Linked DNA regions of Gossypium hirsutum: region 2 is linked to region 1. The links are chromatin contacts, called in public Hi-C maps. All regions are on one chromosome and are shown on one strand. Each heading gives the region's core, a stretch centred on a gene start, on an enhancer-like site or on the middle of the called end of the contact. The rest is flanking DNA. Distances are from core to core; before and after follow the strand shown. Region 1 has its middle 52 kb from the start of LOC121212431. Region 2 has its middle 23 kb from the start of LOC121212455.

Region 1 (7,898 bases), core at 3,366-5,865:
ATGTACAAAAGATATACGTATACCAAATAGTACATTAAAATAAAATAATAAGCAACAATAGTGAAAATAATAAGTATAATAATAAAATAATGATATATAAAAATAATACTATATATAAAAAGTATATATATACACGTATAATAAAATATATACTAATATTAATAATAAATATAATAGGGGTAAAAAATAGATATAATAATAACATGTACATAATACGGTATTTAAAAATATATATATAATATAGTATTAAAAAAATGCATACATAGGATATATACTAGGAATAATAATAATAGTAAAAACAACCATTAATAATGCTACATAAATAGATATATAGTAATAGTATATACATAATATAGTTATTAAAAATATATATGTAAGATAATATGAAAAATAAAAAATATATAAATAATACAGTATTAAAGATGTATACATAACATATAAAAATACAATATTAAATGATATATATACGTAATATATATAAAAAATGTATATATAATATAATATTAAAAATATTTACATAGTATATACATATTAGAGATAATAATAATGTTAAAAAATAACTATTAATAATATTACATAAATATATACATATACTCATTGAAGATATATACATATAATAAAACACATGCTAATATTAATGATGATAATAAGGATAATATAAAAATATGTACATGAAATAGGATAAAAAAACATATAACTAATAATACTAACGATATATACATAATGTATATAAAAGCATATACGATACACATATATATTAGAAATGATAATAATGTTAAAAAATAATTATTAATAATATTACATAAATATATACATATATATATTAAAGATAAATGCATAATAATATTAAAAGTATGTACATAATATATATACATAATATATTAAAGATATATACATAATATAATAAAATATATGAATAATAGGATATAAAAAAATATATACATAATATATAAAAAAAATATAATATTTTAAAAAATAATATACATAATATAAGAGTATTTAAAACAATAAATAAAAAAATAATGAAGAAATGAGTAAAAATTATATACATAATAATATAGTAAGAAATTAATCTATTTATAATAAGTACTTAAAAACATCTATATGTATATACGTATAATAATGATAAAAAAATAATAATAGTGAAAATAATAAATATAATAATAGAAACGATAATACTATATAAAAAGTATATATATACATATATAATAAAATATATACTAATATTAATAATGAATATAATATTATAATACTAATAATAACAATATGAAATTAAAGTAACTAAAAATAATACCATATATAAATATATATACGTATGCATGTATAATGAAAACATACACTAACATATATAAAATAATAATAATATTGATAATATTAATAATATTAGAAATAATAATATTTAATAAAGAAACAAAAATAAATAAGAAAGGACTAAAATTGAACTAATAACAAAGTTTTGGGGCAAATTTAAAAGGAAATAAAGGGGAAAGGACTAAATTGCACATGCAAACAAAAAGAGGGACTAGATCGGGCAATAAACCATTCAGCCTAAAACTCACAGCAGCAGAGGGACCAAAATGAAACAAAAACAAAATTTCTAGGCAAAATTAAAAGTACGAAAATTGAATTATAAAGCTATAAAAAAGCGGAAGGGCTAAAAGTGGAATTAGCCCTTCCGTCAAAAACACACGGATCCTAAGCGGGTATGGGTCGGGTCAGACCGGGTCGCATCAAAAAGACGTCGTTTTGGGGTTAAAGGGCAGCCCCCAAAACGACGTTGTTTTGGGAGGCTATAAAAAAGCCAATTTTTTTAAAAAAATTCATTTGCAGCACCAAAAAGAAAAAAAAAGAGCGAGGGGAGGGGGAGAGGGGAGATTTCCGGCCGTATGGTCGGTCACCATCTGGTCATCGGACTGTCGCCGGCGCCGGCCACCGTGAAAAAGGTAAAATTTTTTTTGTATTATGTTTTTTATATATTTATAATGTAAATATGCATACAAATCAATAGATAAAAAATAAAAAAAAAAAAGAAAAGAAAACCAAAATCACCTTGGGTATTTGCCTCTTGATTTTTTGATTTCTGATTTTGGATCGTTTTTTTTGTTGTTTGGATGATATTCTCTTGATCTTTGTGATGTTTGAATCATGATTTATGAATATTTGTTGTTGTATTTTGAAACTATTTATCTTTTTCTATTAATGTAAAAAAAAACCCATTTCAATCGTCTTTTCATTCGGCTTTTAATGGTTGCAGGTGCAGAGGCGGTGGAGGTAGAGGTAACCCGAGTTGGTGGCCAATGCTGCAGTGGGCAGGTGGTGGCAGAGGCAAGTGGGGAGGCTAGAGTTAGGGTTTAGTTGAGAAAAGTTTAGGTTGTGGACTAAGTTTTTTTAAAAAAATTTTGGATTTGGGTAGTTGGACTTCTGAATTAGGTTTGGATTGTATTGGGTTGTTGGGTTAATTTAGATGGGTATTTGGGGTTAGAATGCAATGGGCTAATGGGTATTGGGTTTGTTTTGGGTTGATTTGGTCTGGGCTAAAATTGACCTGTAACAATGTGTTAATTAAAATATATATTTTTTTATTAATATTTTAATAAAAATATAAATATATATTAACGAAATAATTTAATGTGAGGCAAAACTATTAAAAACCTCCGTGTTTCTTATATATATAGAAGGCATTTTATTTCCTTCATTTTCATGTGTAATGAGGTAGTTAGAAAAAATATATTAAAAACTTTTTCTTTCTTTTCTTTTTTCTTGCTTCATTTGGTTGTCTTTTAGGTCAGTCAATTTTAGTTTAAGTTTATTATGCATTTAAAAAAAATAACCAATTTTGATTTAAGTTCATCATGCATTTATATTTTTATAACTATGGCTAATCTATTTAAAATTTTCAAATTCAGTTTTAAAAAAATTAACCAATTTTGATTTGGGTTTATCATGCATTTATATTTTTATAACTATGGCTATTTTTAATCTATTTTGTGTAAATTATATGTGAATTTTCAATCAATATTTTTTTAATTTAAATTTTATCACATATATATAGACACTATCTAAATTTATATCATTGTGGTTCCACTCTTATAATTTTTTTAAGAAAATATAAATTATGAATTTATAATCTGTGTGAAATTTCTTGACTTCCCACTTAAATATTGGTTCCAAAATTCTCATTCTCTCTAGCTGAAAGCATCATAGCTCAATTTCCTCTTCCTTTTCTAATTGGGTAGGCACACTGTCAACATGAATATTATTTGATTTGTAATACGAGATATGATTTTTTTCCTTACACTTGTTTGGGGATTTGAACGTGTCAAATGCGAGAAACTCCCAAGTGATCTAATTGGACCAAAAAATGATTTATTGGTTTTTTGTCTTATCTGGGGAAAAATGACATTTCCAAGATAATACCAATGTCTTACTTGTTTAATACTCTAACCAAAGAAAGTAATATATAACTATTACATTCTTTTCAATTCACCTAACAAATAATGGGCTATTTATTGCTTAAGTTAGTACACTAACTTTTTCCCTTTAACATATTATCTTAGTAACCAGATAAAAAAATTTATAATCTAAATGAAGTATGTATATGATATCCATGTTGCAATCTATTGGCGGAATATTTATCTACCCATAAATAAATTAATTTGTAAACATCATTGTAAAAATATATATATATGCATTTAATTAAAAAAGAAAAAAAGTAATGCCTAACGTGTATTAAACATTGTAATAGTGTGTGTTTTTTCTCCATTATGACCAGACATAGAGTGAAAAATATTAATAAAATAATTAAGATAAATATATTCATTTAATTGATTGAAAAAAGTAGAGAAAATTAAGTTAATGATACATGTTGAATAATTAAAAGTCTTATCAACTGTAGATTTTATAAGAACTATACTGAAAATATTTGAAGGCATAAAATATAATTTTTCGCTTTTTTTTAATGAAAACCTGTGAAGCATTCAAATTTCCATATCCCAAATATTTAATACCGAAATAAAAATTAAAAGTTATTTGGCACTCTAGCTTTAGAAAAAAAAATTATTTTAATACTTTATTTAATTTTTTTGTATTTTTTATCCTTTAAATTAGCGTTATTTATCAAATCACTCTAAAATGAATTGAAAAAAAATTAATGTTTGTTAATTTTGCTAATGTGGCATCTATATGTATGCCACATCAGCAATTAATTAATTTTTTAAATTAAAAAATAAATTATAATTTTAAAAAAATTAAAAATCATTAATATTATTAAAAATTATAAAAATATCAAAAATATTTTTTAAAAATTTTAAAAAATAATTAATTGCTTAGTAGCATACACATGAATGCTACGTCAGCAAAGCTAACAAGCGTTAACTTTTCTATTCATTTTGAGATAATTTAATAAATAATGCAAGTTAAAGAGTTAAAAGAGAGAAAAATAAAATAGAGGACTAAAATGAAAATTTGTAAAGTTAAAGGGCCAAATAATTCAATATGCCAATTAAAAGGGGGGGGGTGGTGGAATTGAATTCATTTTGACTTCAACGCTTATAGTCATAGAACTGCTAACCATATCTGTGAGAAAATCCAGAAAAGCATGCTGATTGCTGAGCAGTCTTTCACAGCCTCCATAACCCCAAGTGGAGGGCACCACCTTCTTCCTAACTTTATCCAAGACTGACCACACTTCCCCTAATTAATGATACCATTTCTACGTCAACATTTACACATTTGTGGGCCATTTTTAAACAACGAATTGTTGCCTTTGTTTTCCAAATTAATAATTACTCAACAATTCTGTCCGTGATGGGGCATAGTACGGTTTCCCCGACTCAATTAACTATATTTTTCTGATCACTGAACTATCAAGACTTGCCCTACAACTTTGTCCTATAGTTTATTCCTTCGCATTGGATTTTTTTCCTTTCGTGGTCGGTGGGGTGATTGGGAGTTGTTAACCACATTTTCACTACCGCGTTAGAAAAACAAATTGAAGATGAGATTTGCATTATATGAGAATGTTGAAAACATGTAACTGAGTGAGTTGGTGAAATTTTATGTTTAATGCTGATTCCTCTTGCACTCTCCATCCAACAAGTCACGGTCTATGAGGCAAGAGACGGTGTCTGCTCAAATTATGGATACGACATTCAGATTGCCAGCCCCTTGATGTTCTAGGCCAAGTATCAGTTCCGCATTGCGCACATTCCAAAGTTACCGTAGATCAAGAAACTCGTAAAAGCTTCATGATCCATGATGCACAAAGTTCACTCCATCCAATCAATGCACTTGGAAACATTACACAAGAACAAATCATTATTAATATCTCCAAGTTGCAAAGTCTCTCGAGACATTGGGCAATCCCTAAGTGCATTCACCATAATCTCACTAGGAGCACCACACCGCTGACACCCATGGTCATTAGACATTGTAGAAGTGATCCTTACCGTTGTTGGAATGAACTCGCGCGTGTCTAAGTCTCCTCCCAAAGAGTTTGATTATTTTGACAAATTCTTCTATTTACTAATAGATTTTCGCAATAATCCGTATGACATAAATTCATCAGACCGTAATAAAAATTAATTATAACCTATCTTAATAAAGTATATACCAGTTATATAATAATTCTAAATCACTACATCGTCATGTTGAAACACAATATTAAATGAGTTACTATAAATTAATTTATTATATTTTTACTATAATCTAAATTGAATATTTTTTAATATTAAAATAATAATTTAGCATTGTGGTAATAATATAATACCACATGAAAATGAGAACACTTTACATTTGAATAATTATAATTTTTTTCATAATTTAATCTTAATTATTTCATAATACTAACTAATTTATATATTCCATGCATTCCATATATCAAAAAATAATTACTTAATAAATTATTTTAATATTTTATTATCATTTAAGTTCATATGTTTCGTAATAATATTAATAAAATTAAATATAATTTAAATACATAATTTTTACTTTACAATATCATGTTTATAATAGACATTTTATTTTTTCAAATATATTATTTGATAACAATGATAAAAACTGTCAAACTTTTTCAAAGTACTTTTTCACAATATTTTTCAAAAATACTTTTTAACCTCAATGATAAATTAGCATTAACTTGTGCATTCATAAATGCCACCTATTGTGAGGCAATGGCCTCTCATCCAAATTTATCATACCTCAACTATTCTCCCCAAATTCCCGCAGGATCCCCATTATTAATCTCCCAAAAGATTAGACCAGACAAAGCATTCAAAGCCGACAATATATTAGTCCAAATTAACAACTAAAGGCTTCTCCACTCTCTTAGGTTAGAATACAAGGTATGCTTATTATGAAGTAGTAGTCTCCACATTTGTTTTTCTAAGAGAGTAAGGTCAAAGAGCCATACATATCGAAAGCTAAGGCTCTCATACCTTTCGGCATTCTAACTGTGTCTTGAGCTAACATTCTCCACTCATGGTCTTCGTTTTTCTCTACCCACTAAAATCTACAAATAACAACAATTATAGCATTAGTAACCGAATTAGGGAGTAAGAACACACTTTTTTACATAAGTGGGTTATGCCTACAAGATCGATTTGACAAAAACTTCCTTGTTGCTATATATTAAGAACCATTTAAACCAACTTTGAATTCTTGGATGTGGCTTGCAAACACCTACTTGAATGCATTAGTTTTATTCTTACTCTCCATAGGAAGAAGGCCAAGATAATTATCAGAAACATGGCAATCTACTTAGCAGAAAAAATGGTGATGATTATTCACAGTGTGGGTGTCCATTATGGACGTCTATACCAACAGAGCCAAACACAAAGAACCACAATCAAGAGTGGTCAGGCAAGAGGTTCTGATATAATATCAAAAAGTATTAAATAACTCATGGATCTAGCAAATATAAAGAATGAATGAAAATGAAACCCAAAGACAAGAAAAAGGAAAATATAGTGAAAAATTGTAAAAGAGAAGGTTAAGATTGTTGATTACTTGTAGAAAAAAAAATCAAAGTGTGAGAAATTAAACCTTTTAGAACACATGAAAAATTGAATTAGATATGATGGAAATTGCAAGTGCTGAGCCCTCAACTGATAAACTTTACAATTTTGGAGCCAATTTCATCTGCTTTCACTAATAACCATAACAACTAGCTAGCAATTGTAAAACTAGAAGTCTCAAAAGAGACATCTATTTCTGTTTTGCATCCGTATCTAATATCTCAAGTTTTGTTTCACTCAAAATTTTCATGTTTTAATGCATTACTTCAAAATCGATGCATATATTTTGATACTGTCAACATAAGATTTTGATATTTTAAATAAATTTTATTTTTTTAGTACATTTAAAAATAAAATATAATCATTAAACTAAATTATTATATTTTTTAAAATTTATAATATCAAAATATATTTGTAATTAAAGTATTTAAAAGAAATAATATGCTCCAACTTGACAACCTTAACTATATCTGTGAAAACACGAAAAGTAACTTCGTGATTGTCATTTGATTGAAAACAATTTTACTAAGGAGTTTGATAGAAGAATGGAGTTTTATTCAAATTCACAAATTTTGTAAATGTTTAGGATTAGAATTTATTAAATTTTTTAGAAGTAAAATTAAATGACAAATTTTATAAATAATAAGTGCTAAAATTGTTGAATTTTTAGATTTGAAATTAAATTGATAAAATATATAAATATTGGATAACTAAATTTATTATTAGGCCAACAAAAAATGTCCTTACCATTAAATATTTAATGATGGATAACTAAAATTTTAAATTTTAAAAATAATTTTTTTAAAATCAGTTAACAAAAATAAAACCTATCTAAAACTTGGATGACAACCTATGGAGTTTACCCTTAAAAATAAACATTTCAAA
Region 2 (7,898 bases), core at 2,340-4,839, 120 kb after region 1:
TTATGTAAGTTAAACTTTGAGTTCAAATAAATAAGGAACTAAAAGTCGGTACGTTGGGTATACGACTTCTGTAGTATGTAGCGTCATTCACAACAGTGGAATTCATAGCCCGAGATATGGGTAAATGATATCCTCTTATTGGCATTACATGGTTGATGAAAAGTAAATGTGGCGATGGGTCCTTCGTCTTTGTGATGAATGACTTAATAACTATTTGATAGTAATTGACTTTTCATGAAGGAATATGTAATGATTACCATGAGATAAAATAAGATCATATTGGGAGAACAGATTTATCCCAAAGAGATTAAGGATATCCTATAAGAGTAACACACTAATGACAAGGTCATTGGACGAGCACTAATCAAGTTGCTTTCATAATGATATGTCGTTGGGGAGAACTCGATTACGATACTATAATGGAATGACTTTGTAACTAAATGAGTTTATAATTAATAGGTGAAAAGCTGAAACTTAATTATAAATCATTTGAGCCTTAATTGCATATGTCCAATGAACAGAAATGAATTACACGTTGAATCAAATGAACAGAAATAGATATAAATGATAGAAATGGAGAAATGGGAAACATTTGGAAATAAATATGATTTTCTCCAAAATGAAAGATGAAAATGACCTACAAATGATTTTATGATTTTCGAATTAAATGAAGCTCGAAAATGAAAATTAATCATTTGATCATAATGAATCCATTGAATAAAGAAATATTAAATATATTTTCTCATAAATTCTTTTATGATAAAGTCGTCATTATTTTAACGAAATTAGAATTGAGTTGAGAAAACTCTTTAATTGGGAAATTGATTTATTTAAATTAAATTGAGATGTTTATTTTGAGAAATAGAAAAATTAAGATCGAGTTGGATCGAATTATCAAGTATTGGGTTAAAAGTTCATTGGCTTAATTATAACTGTACTTGTTGTATCATGAGTTTCAACTTCTACGCTAAAGATCAGTTTAACATTGCTTTTAAGAAGTATTTTTGGAGAAAAAAATATTTTTAAGATAAAAATATTATTAAATAAGATATTTTTGAGTTTTTCAAAGATGCTTTTGACTTAAAAGTGCTTTTAAGATTAAAAAAATAGATTATTTTTTTAATCAAAAATAGAAATAAAAAATTTTAACTTTTACTCAAAGATACTTTTTAGCCCAAACGCACTTTTAAAAAATAATGTTAAATTAAGGCTTAGTATTAAAATTCCCCTTGGTTGTATATTGCAAGGAAGAAACTAAGTCATGTTGCATTCATGCATGACGCATGAGCTTTGGAGTGCCTAACTAAGCGGCTTTTCTAATTTAAAGACTTGTATGTGAAACTCTCATGAGAATCCAAAGGCTGCCATTTGAAATCTCTCTAGAATTAAGAAGAAAAGAAACACTAGTAGACAATTAAACGTTAGATGATAACCTTTCAATCTCCTTCTACATATAATTGATAAATTGACTCTTGCAATGAAGAAAAAGTAATGATACCACTTTTGAATATTTTGACTAATTGATTCATTGAAATTGTAATATATATATATATGATCTAAAAACTAAATCTTGGTGTGCAATTCCACTAATTAATTAAGAATTTGAGCTTTTGCTTTATCAATTGGATAAGCAAAGTAATTGTAATCACCACATCACTAGTACAATATAACTTCTTTTTTTTCTTTATTTCCCATATTGAAATAGGCACTATCACAAAAGTTTACTCATGGTTTGTCCATTAAAAGTTGGCAGGATTTGATCAATAAAATAATACCCAATATTGTTTTTCAATTCCCAAATGCATCATGATGTAATTTTTAAAAAAAATTCATTCGGGTTGACATTTAAGATACCCATCTTTTACTTTAGCTGTTTAGAAACTTAAATCAAATAACAAGGTATATATAAATGTTATTTCACATGATTGATTGATTTTATAATCAAATTGGGGAGAAATTGCATGCAATTTGTTTCTAAAGATATTTAATAATTACTATATATTATATATTATAATTGCATTGAAGGTTTATATATGGGATAAATATTAAAACTATACATAAACTTTGATTTAATGTGCAATATCGTATATGAACTTTAATTTTGTTTGATTTCATACATGAAATTTTGATTTGATTAAGTTTTCACGAATCACTAACAGCATTATCAAATTAGTACCATTTTAGATTGATATATTGCAAACACAAACAATTATATTAATCTAATATGAAAATAAATGTATATATTCATTTCTTTAAATGTGTACAATTAAATCAAAATCAAAATTTTATGTATATATATGAACCACAATTAAAGTTTCATGTGTATAATTGCACCAAATTAAAATTCATATATCAAATTGTATAATTGGACTAAAGTTCATATACAATTTGACATTTATCCCATTTATATATTGATAATTTGTGTAGTTTTGTTGTGTTAAGTGTTATATTATTTTTCCTTGTCTTTATTTTTTATAAATAGATTTTCACATATATTGTATTTATATATATTTTATATTGCGCCAATATTATTATATGATTGCATGTGTAAGTATGGGTTCTGATTGATATCATTCCGACTAACACCAAAATTTGTGTGATGTGCCCCCACAATTATTGAGAATTATTGTTGATCTAAATTAAATTTTAGGGTTAATGGCATGAAAAGCCCTTAAGTGCTTGTTCTAATGTGTACCAATACTTTCAATGTCTAATTTGATACTTGTATTTTATTTCTGTTAATTATTTTGGTTCAGTTGCTGACATGTCACTTTGGCCAATTAGAGGCTGCCATGTGGCAATCAGTTTACTGTTGACCGGCTATGAGAGGCTTTTTTTGCAATTCTTCCTTTTTCTTTTCCCTCATAGAAATAAAATCAGGCCCTTATGAGCAATTATGGCCTTTTATTTTATTTTCCATAAAAAGTGAAACGTTTTATTTAAAACTTTTTAAAGTTTGAAAATACAATCTTTTTATAAATTCATTAAATTTTTTTTCTCAAAAATTTAAAAAAAATTATTAATTTGAAATAAGAAGAAAAGAGAACCTCAATATTTTTGTCTTTTCTTTTATGAATATTTATTTTATTTTTATTACTAAATATGGATAAAGAATAAACAAATAGTTTATAACATTAACAATATATTGATCTTTACTACCTCTTAGACCAAACAAGAAATCTAAGGAACAAATCATCTTGGCACTAGTGAAGTCAAAATTTGGATTATGCACCATGAATTTCTTGAGCATGTTTTGATTCTTAATCTCCTCAATGGTACAAACATCATCTTCTCCACTGTGGATCTCATTTCTTAGTTTCAACAACAAACCCACAGTTCATCAGACCCAGAAATTAACCCAAAAATACTAATTTGGAAAGGAATCATCAATATCCAATTTCAACAAATAATGAAAGAAAATATCCGAAAATATCCACAAACAAACAAAGTAACCCAATTTTAGTATTAAAATATCAAGTTTATTCCTTTTTTTCTATGGGAAAAAAGGAAAATGAAAGAATTGCTGAAAGGGCCCCGCATGGTCGATCAATAGTCAACAAACTGCCATGTGGCAGCCCCATATTGTCCGAAGTGACAAGTCAGTAAAAAACAAACAGCATTAGTGCGTTAACGGAAACAAACAGCATTAGACATTTTGAAAGTAAGAGCACCATATTAAAACAAACACTTAAGTAGAGGAGATTTTCATGCCATTAACCTTAAATTTATCATTTTAGATATTGATATCTTACTTTAAAAGTTGTCTTCAAGTTCAATATTTTGAATAATTTTAATTTAATGTATTTTTTATACAAGTAGGAAATGAGGGTAACGGTTTAAACCGTCAAATAGATATTTAATAAAAGTTTTAACCATTGTTTTATTTAAACATGTTCATAGGTCGGATTACACATCCAAGCCCAAAAGCTCACCCGAAATTTGGGATGGTTTGGACAAAAATATTAGGCCCAAAAATGAGCTTAGGCAAAAAAATAAGCTCGTTTAAAATATGGGTCGATTTCGGGGTTGAACATTTAAAGCCTGATCTTAGCCCATTTTTAATATTATAATACTTTATATTATGTTATTTTTATAAATTATGTAATTTAGAACACATTAAAAAATAAACTTATACTAAATATATAATGCTACTCTAATGTAAACATTAAAATAATATTAAGATGGCTATATAAAAAATTTCAATAAATAAAATATGAATGAAACTTTTAAATTTTTAAATATTAAAATAATAAAATATAAATATTTTTAAAAAAATTTAAAAAATTAATAATATAGGCGGCCAAGCCTAAAATGGGTTTGAGTTAGTCTTTTACAAATATGAGAGAGTTTAGGCAAATTTTTATGCTCATATTTCAGGCCAGATCATGCTTCAACAAGCATAAAGCATTTTAATATCATACTTAGATTCGGCACGACCCGACCCATGAGCACATCTAGTTGCATTTAAGTCTAGACATTTTAATTTAAAGTCTAACATTACGCTTTCATGTAAAATTATAATCAATTTAGGGTTAATGCATATGTTAATATTTTGAAGTTGAGAATCCATATTTAGTTTAGTATCTAAATTTTATTTTTGTTGGTAGTTGGTTAACACTGTTAAATTTTAGTGTAATGATTTATTTAGGCTTTCAACTTTATAAAAAAAAATTATTTTAGTTATCCATTTAATTTTTCATCTCTTTTATATCTTAAACTTATATTGTTTGTCAAATTATTCCAAAATTGATGAAAAAGTAACTTTACTGACGTAACATAAATGTGGCCGCATCAACAATTAATTTTAAATTTTTAAAAATTCAAAAATTTGTAAAAATTATTTTTAAAAATTAAAAATTATTTAAAAAGTATAAATATATATGTTTTAAAATATTTTAAAAATTAGTTAATTGCTATCATGAGATATACATGAATGCCATGTTAAGAAAGTTAAAAGATGTTAAAAATTAATTAATTACTAATATAATATCATTAAATGATTGCTAATTTCTTAGTATGCAATGGAAAATTGTTATATAACAGTATGTGAGACTCAAAAGAATTCACAGACAAATTTACGCCACAAATTTTAGTATTTCTTAATATTCTTTTTATAAAATAATTTATAGAATTTAAGATTAAAATTGTAGTATGTATTGTTTAGAATTCTAATCATATTTAAGGTTTAGGTTTTATTTCTTTGTTTCTTTAATTTTTTTTTATGTTTTTATAGTTTTTTAATATTTAGAATTTTAAAACTCAATTTTATAGTGTGAATGTTTTGAAATGTTGCATCAATTCGTGATTGGGGATTTGACTTTCAAACTTTAACAAAAATTTAATTTCTGTACAAATAGATTCCAACATTGAAATTTAAAAAGAAAATTGAGGTTTTTATAATATATTACATATTTCTGCAACTAAGTTTTTGAGAGCAAAGTTAAATGATTTCCCAAACCAAATGCCAGTTCATAAATAAATAAATAAAATTTGTGCGGTGTGGTTTCAGAATATACGCATGATTCATTGTTTGAGAATGGAAGGTCTATTACTGATGTCATTGTTATTTAACTTTGGGGTAAGAAGTGGATTAAGTATTAGTTTAAGTGGTATGAGTATTGTTATTAATATAAAAATATATGGGCACATTATCCTCTCATTTATATATGGTTATAATTAGTTTTAGGCATTATGTCAAAAATATCAAATATGGTTAAAATTTATAATGATGTTGTTAAAAAAAAAAACTTTGAATTCGAATATTTGAGTAAAAAAATTTAAATTTGAATTTATTTCAATTTGATTTTATCTAAATTCGAAAAAGAAAAACTTGAATTTTAAAAAATAATTCGAAAATTCAAACTTCAAAAAAAAAATCTAACATGAAAAATAGAAAATTTTAAATACGAGACTAACCCAAACTCAAATTCAATAAAACAAAATAATAAAATTGTAATTAACTATATTTTATAAAAAGGTTTAATTATTTTATTTTACTTTTTAATAAATTAATTATATATTTTAAAGATACTGAAATAGTAGTTTTTTTATGGATCTATTATATACTGTTTGAGTTTTATTTTTTGTAATTGGATGGTTTAAGAATAAATTTACATTGGACAATTAATTCCTACTTTAGATGATTCTGCAATAAGTATTTTTATATTACCGAGAAAGGCCTCAACCTTTGTTTCTATTTTGTTAGGTGTCACTTGCAATTCAGTTTGCAACTGGACTAAATATAACTTACTTGTTACTATATTTTGATTATTTTTATGCATTTTTTTTAAGGATAGTGGATAAAAGTTTTCGAGATTATGATTCGAGATTCAGTTAAGCAAGATTATTGAAAAGAATTCTTAGTATAATTTATTTGTTGTATTTAAAGAGATTTTATTTTAGTATGATAGTCACCAAATTAACTAAAAATTTTACTAAAACAAGTGCACCTATCAATTAATAGTATAGTTACAGTGAGCAAATATATCGCTCCCACGAGAACTACAAATACTAGTAATTATCGTCTTTTTATTATTTAACCGAATAATTCAAATGATTGATTAAAACTAAAATTAACTAACAAAAGTGACAAAAAATAAAACACGAAAATAATCGAATAAAAACCAAGAAAAGAAACAATGCCTTGGTAAGAATCCGCCTAGATTTCATCTGTCACTATCAATCTAAATTATGCAATTTTTTTACTTAGCACATTGATTAATTGACTCTAGGTTGATTAATTAAAATTTCCTTCTATTAAAATACTTATTATCGCATTAACTTCTACTATGAAATCTCTTATTAGATTTGACTCTAAATCGGTAGATTTATGTAGTACTATTTCTAAGATTGCATGCAACTCCACTCAACTATACAAGATTTAATCTTAAACAGGGTTTATTTAACCACCGATCTAAGCACATCGAACATGGATTAATACTGTAGAAATATCAAACAGTGAATTAAGCACATATAATTGAAAACAAAGAAACTAAGTATTTATTGCGTAAAATATAAATCAAATGACAAACTTCATCACAGGGTTCATCTCTACTAGGTATTTAGAAAATTAGTCAAAGTTTGAAAAGAGAAAAATCAAAGATACAGTATAACTGAAAGAATAAAAGAAACTCATGATAACTTTCTAAGAAATCAACCACAAATCTTCAATCTTGACAGAAATCAGCTTCAATGGTGTTTTTCGAGGCATTTTCTTGAGTATTCTCTAACAGTCTTCTCCTATATTCTTATTTTTGTCATATATACGTCTTAGAATGCTCGAAAAACCTAAAAATCGTAATTTTCCACTATTCAGTGTGCAATCTCGTGAAATCGACACGACCTATGACATGCCCGTGTGGTCTGGCCGTGTGAAAGGTGTAGCCCATGTGGCTCCTTCAGCTTACTCCGACGCTCCATTTTTCGCTCCTTTTGCTCCCAAGTGTTCTGTTAAGCATTAAAACATGAATTTAAAGGATTAGGAGTATAAAATTCACAATTAACATAGGATAATCCCCCAAAAACATGTTAAGAATGAGGTTTAAATAGGTTACTTTTATCACTTATCACAGTAAAAGTTTAATTGGTGAAGATCTGTTTTATCACATACCATATTGAAGAGTTTAATTGAGGTGTAATTCAAGTACTCTATGGTGATCATACTATTCAGGATACACAACTCTGACAGCTCTCTATATATTGAAGATTTATTTATTGATTTATATATGAGTTTTTGACAGCACTTATTCGTTCAATAGAAGAACTCGTTTTGAGTGCATTTTAGATTGTAAACAAACTATTTTATAATTGTACTAGTTTGTCGGAATACTTTGGTGCCGTAGAGTAAGCTGAGATCAATAGTGTAACTCCGGTGAGATCTATTTGTTGATAACGGAGGT

The links. Hi-C and Micro-C count contacts between places; a contact is called where the count stands out from the background.
Region 2: a contact with region 1 is called in a Hi-C map of leaf, with 1.8 times the contacts expected there. The contact joins two enhancer-like sites. A contact is called at or near these places in 5 of 34 Hi-C or Micro-C datasets (hypocotyl, leaf and seedling).

What each region holds. Positions count from the first base shown.
Region 1 is chrA13:87,921,911-87,929,808 of Gossypium_hirsutum_v2.1, forward strand. No RefSeq gene overlaps it. Among protein-coding and RNA genes, the nearest start is that of LOC121212431, 52 kb to the left of the region's middle. Within about 2 kb of position 4,616, at least 2 of the 9 cell types and tissues checked have an H3K27ac peak or open chromatin away from gene starts, as enhancers often do. A contact at or near this core is called in leaf, where this site is marked.
Region 2 is chrA13:88,038,207-88,046,104 of Gossypium_hirsutum_v2.1, forward strand. No RefSeq gene overlaps it. Among protein-coding and RNA genes, the nearest start is that of LOC121212455, 23 kb to the right of the region's middle. Within about 2 kb of position 3,590, at least 1 of the 9 cell types and tissues checked has an H3K27ac peak or open chromatin away from gene starts, as enhancers often do. A contact at or near this core is called in leaf, where this site is marked.